2 separate regions of the Mus musculus genome follow, and region 1 is linked to region 2. The links are chromatin contacts, called in public promoter capture Hi-C maps. All regions are on one chromosome and are shown on one strand. The core of a region is the stretch at or near the end of the contact, and the rest is flanking DNA. Distances in the headings are between cores, read along the strand shown. Region 1 has its middle 78 kb from the start of Gm52667. Region 2 holds the start of 0610043K17Rik (RIKEN cDNA 0610043K17 gene).

Region 1 (2,700 bases), core at 6-2,505, 1.3 Mb after region 2:
CTACCTCAAAGGAACTGTTTACTAGCTTGCATTGGGAGGAGACCAGGGATGCTGACTATCTGCTCACACTGCACAGGAAACCTTCTCACAGAGAGCATCATTTGTCCCCCAAAGGCAGTGGCCAAATCCTTGTTTTAAGTCTCCTGTCAGTCTAGTGCTCTTCTGCATTGTGAGTCTTCTTGAAGCTTCAAGGAGGAGACACTGTCAGTTATGGAGGTCTCCAGGAGTGGATAGTTCTCACGGTAGCAAGTAAAACACAGGAAGGATTCTCTATGGCTGCTCAAAGTCACATTTCAGTCAGAAGCTTCTCACACATCAGTGGGTGCTTTGATGACACCTTGATATCCCTGTGACCATCTCCTCCTCCTCCTCTATTGCCACGTTAAGTTCTGTATTCTACAGTGGGGCTGGTGGCACATGCCTGCTGTCTCAGCACCGGCTACATAGCCAGTGCTATATAGCAAGACTCTGTCTTAAAAGAAAAAGAAGCCATATTCAACAATCCCTGCTTCTGACTCAGGATCTTGTGACTTGTGGCCAGCCTGGCTAATATGGGTCTTTCCTGCAGTAACTAAACATCCTATCAACCGAGTTTTTTCTTCCTGCCCAAAAATTTCCTTAAAAGTCAAATAATCTTTCCTTTTGGCATTAATGCCTCATCTCTAATATTGAATAATCCTTTTCTATCCTCTCTGATATACCTGGGTCTGTTGGCTCACTTATCTATCTTATCTATCTATCTATCTATCTATCTATCTATCTATCATCTATCTATTTACTTGCTTACTTACTTACTTACTTATTTAAACTTCATAATGATCAGAGCAGTTGGAGATTAAGCCATCCAGACAGTAATACTCCTTTCTCATTATGACTGCTACCCCCTCCTCCAGTCAATTTTTAGAACAGATTCACTTCTGTTGCCTTATCTCATCAGCAGGTTCAATAGAGTGTTAGATAATTTTATTTTTCCTGGGACTTAACTGAGGATGGTAAATTCACTACTAGTGATACTTGGATAGGAGAAAGATCAATATTGCCAGTGTTTGCTGGGTTAAATTTAAGGGAGCTATTCTATCACGTGGGTGTAAGTGTGTTTCAGGGTAAAAGAGCAATAGCAACCAGACACCTTCTGGAATTCTTTCCAACTCTAAAAGGCAGGGGAAAAAAAAACACTGAAAAACATTTTGGTGTCACTGAGAGTGTGTCATTTCTATTGAAATGAGGAAGTTCGTTTTTACAGTTCAAGTCAGGAAATAGTTTACATCCTCTTAGTGTTTAGAGTCACTGCAAGATTATGGTCATTGATGTGATCTCTGATAGCACTTTAGTGTTAGCAAAACCAAGTCATTAGTTTATTTATGAAGTATATATTAAGTTTGAATGATGTTCTTAATACAAAATCATTATTTCTGCTTTGAAGTCCAGCAACACAGGCATTATATGATAATATGAACATGTCACGGCAACCTAGTGATTTTATCCAAAGAAAAGAGCAGAGGGTAGAAGGACATAAGAAGACCAATAGCAGAAAAAAAATTCCCAATTTCCAGCTATACTAGTAGAGTCCTGAACGTGTGCTTTTGTGGATAAAAATGCACTTGCTTAAGTCAAATGTGGGACCATAATGGCCCCAGGTTACAGAAGAGTGGTCAAGGGAGCTTCAACCCAGATATCACAAACGTGAGAATGGCAGAAATTGGCTACCTCCCCCTCCTAATCTGGTGCCATAAATCCTACCATCAACCCTAGCAGGAATTTATTACCCTAATAGTTAGGAGGCTGCACTTTTTGTTTGACCTTATGAGGTTTCCCCACAAACACATCCTACATTCCCTGAGTTTGTAGATGAAACATCTTCAACACCCCTGTCTTGGCCAGTGGTACTCAGCCACACAACCCTTGCCCCAGAGACCCTGTCCACCTCCCCAGGGATACAAATTCCCCTCCCCTCAAATGAATGAACCAGTTCTACAAAGCTGCTCTGGTTGTGCTTATTGCCCGTGCATTCATTACCACTCGAGATCCCACCAGCACCCAGATAAGCTTTCCTCCCTCTAGGCCAACTTGGTGCATGCACAACAGGCCTGGGTACCCAGAGGGAGGAGGAGTCATGGGGCAGCAATCAAACACTTATTATATATTGCTTTCATAAACTGTAGCATTGGTATTATTAGGAAAATGTTCAACATTTAATCCTGGAGGGAAGAGGATTTCATAGGGTCCTACTTCTTGGGGAACCTTTGGCAGTTAATGGCTCCAGGAGGACGGGTGTCATTTTGTATCAGTGGTACATCCAATGAAAAGTGGCCCACGTATCTATAAATAGCCTTCCCCCCTTGTGCTTACACAAGTGACTCTAATGAAACCAGTGGGACGTGCGTGTGCATAAGCACACATACATACACCCACACACACACACACACACAAGTGAAAACTGGGAGAAGACATTTTGGAGGGAAGGGGCCTTCAGAAAGTCAGAAGGAGATAGAAGAGATGGGGTAGGGAAATAGTTTTAAATGATTTTGTTATGTAAAGACATTCACCTACAGATCGTACATTGAGCATACTTCACCCCATACTTCCTAAATCATTCTTCTTCCTGTTAGTTTCCCTTGCTCCTCAAAATAATTTCACTTTTACTTTTGTGAGTTGTATATGTTTATGTATGAATGTGAGTGTGTATGTCTGAATGTATAA
Region 2 (2,700 bases), core at 129-2,628:
CATCTCAGCCATGTCCAAAAGTTCAGCAAACACTGGCTCTTCATTTCTCTGGTTATCAATAAGATTGTCTATTTGATTTCTTTCTTTGCAGTATATTGGACAGTTTGTCATTTATAAAATAAGGATAGTACACACAGGAGGCAGAGGCAGGTTGATTTCTGAGTTTGATGCCAGCCTGGTTTATGTAGTGAATTTCAGGCCAGCCAGGGTTACATAATGAGACCCTGTCTCAAGAAACAAACAAATGCCTTCCCAGTGCCATTACTGAATTTCTTTAGACAAAACAAATCCCCCTAAAGCAGTATTCCTCATTGCTGCTGTGTTATAGTTTTGGGAGGGTCAGGAGTTGGCAATCCTGAGCTCTAAAGGAGATGAAATTAAAAGAAAATACAAAATAAATGAAGGTAATAGAAGACTGGCAACATTGTCACCATGTGTCACAACTGCTGCCACGTCACCTAGTGTTTTCAGATACATTGTTACTGCCAGGAGACGTTTAAACAAGCAGCTGTTGGGAGGTACCTTAGTTTTCCCAAATTTCCCACAAGCCACTGCTACCCCCTTAAATTTTTTTTCACATTTTGTTAGTTTGGTTTTAACCTCCTGAAAAGCAGACATTAGGAGTTCTGGGACAGAGGAATAGTTCCATGTGGTGGGATTCCTCAGTCTTTAGACCAGGCTGGCCTCGAACTCAGAAATCTACCTGCCTATGCCTCCCAAGTGCTGGGATCAAAGGTGTATGCCACCACTGCCTGGCTATAGACACATTTTTAAAAACTGAAATTAGCTGGGCTTAGTGGTGCGCACCTTTAGTCCCAGCACTCAGAAAGCAGAGGGAATAAGATCTATAGGAGTTCAAGGCCAACCTGATCTAAAAAGTGAGTTCCAGGACAGCTAGGGCAACACAGAGAAACCCTGTCTTAAAAATCCAAAAGGAAAACAAAACCTTTACCCCACTAAGCTAAAATTAGTAAGTGACATATTATAAACCTGTATTTCTTTTCTATACTGCCTTCAAAAAGCCACTGTATTTATACTTAAAACATATCTTGATTCCAGTTCTTAATTTTCAAGAGATATTTAATCTGTATTTAGATTCAACAGTGTGTATATATATATGTGTGTGTGTGTGTATATATGTGTGTGTGTGTGTGTGTGTGTGTGTATGCATGCTAATGTTTGTTTCCCAAACAGTTAAGTTTCCAATACCTGAGTCATTTATGGATTCTAAAAGTTAAATGAGTTTCAAACTTGATCTCATCAGCCTCTTTAGTTTAGATGGCTGGAGCCTAGGGTTGCTAGGGGCTACAGTAGTAGCTGGTACAGACTATTCTGTCAGTCACTTAGATTTTTTTAAACCTGAATCCGGATACAAGCCCTTAACCCACTGAGCAGCAAGTCTTGCTGCCGTATACACCAACTGTTCCAGTATGTTCTTTTTCTACAATACATTGCAAAGCAGCTGTTTCTGGAAAGTCGGCTCGGTAAGGAGAAAGGTGTTATCTCAAATCAGGGGCATAGCCAGCCAAGCTTAGTGGCACACACCTTTAATCCTAGAGACAGGTGATCTCTGAGTTCCAGGCTAGCCTGGTCTATGGAGAGAGGGGGAGGGGAGAGAGGAGAGAGGAGAGTGGAGAGAGGAGAGCGAGAGAGCGAGAGAGCGAGAGAGAGAGAGAGAGAGAGAGAGAGAGAGAGAGGGAGAGAGAGAGAAAGAGAGAGAGAAAGAGAGAGAGAGAGAGAGAGAGAGAGAGAGCACACCACACAGAGAACAACCAGGGTTAATTTCCAAGGAAAAGGGGAGAAACCTTGACACTGGAGCTTCTTTGTCTAGGACATTAGTCACCCTGTGAAAGTTACAATTATTGTTTACACTAAGCCTCTCAACTTTCAGAGAACAGCTGCCGCTGCATCCTAAGACTCACTCTTCTTCAAGTACCCCTTCCTAGCTTCTGTCTACCAGGCTGATCTACCAGGGTTGCAGATCATAATCCACGAGTCCCACTTTATACATACAAAGACCTGCTACTGTTTACATGCCAACACATATGAATAATAAACACCACACCTCAGTTATCATTCATGAGCCTCAGTATTCCAGACTACCTCGAGAAAAGCATTTACTAACACTATAGCTTTCTCTTCCCTTTCACGCTGGGTCACAGCTCACTTTGTTCCCCCAGCCGCTGATTTCAAAGTTGATCTCGTGAAGGAACTGGATTCCTAAGGTAGTTAGTTCTATTTTGAGCCTTCTTCCTGTTCTGAAGCTAAAGTTGGAAGGGCTTAGTGGTGATGTCATGGAAGGGAGAAGTGCCTTTTTTCAGAAGGGTCTCTTCTGGCAATTCCCAGGACACATAGGTGGTGAACGATCCCCCTCTCACCATCCCTCACCTCTCCTTCCCTCTGGAGTCCCAGTTAGTCACTAGCCAGGAAGAAAATCAACTCTAATAACAGGCAATCACACTTGCATATTTTATATTCCAAACATAATAAATGAAAAGACAGAGAAAAAAATTGCCTAGTTCTAGGAAAGGGGTGGGGGTGGCTATCTCTCCCCATCCACTCTCTCCAATATAAGGCCAGGAGGAGCAAAAGGCACTGCAGAAAACAGCTGTTAGGAAGAATTCAGGAGGCTCCGGGAGGAGAATGCTACGGGGGTTTTGGAAACCGGAACTTGAGGACACCCCCCCCCAAATCCTTTCT

What was found. Promoter capture Hi-C pulls out the DNA fragments that hold promoters and counts their contacts.
Region 1: a promoter capture Hi-C map of liver shows a contact between it and region 2, with 2.5 times the contacts expected there. The contact joins the enhancer-like site here to the promoter of 0610043K17Rik in region 2. A contact is called at or near these places in 2 of 39 promoter capture datasets (both in liver), 1 of 484 Hi-C or Micro-C datasets (cortical neurons) and 2 of 115 datasets of contacts at active chromatin or transcription factors (embryonic forebrain and large pre-B cells).

What each region holds. Positions count from the first base shown.
Region 1 is chr4:102,646,021-102,648,720 of GRCm38.p6, forward strand. No RefSeq gene overlaps it. Among named protein-coding and RNA genes, the nearest start is that of Gm52667, 78 kb to the left of the region's middle. Within about 2 kb of position 1,256, at least 34 of the 459 cell types and tissues checked have an H3K27ac peak or open chromatin away from gene starts, as enhancers often do. A contact at or near this core is called in liver, where this site is marked.
Region 2 is chr4:101,352,405-101,355,104 of GRCm38.p6, forward strand. It overlaps 0610043K17Rik (RIKEN cDNA 0610043K17 gene), which reads left to right and starts at 1,379. Exons shown (of 4, transcript NR_040640.1): 1 at 1,379-1,484. All of the region lies in intron 1 of E130102H24Rik (RIKEN cDNA E130102H24 gene), which reads right to left.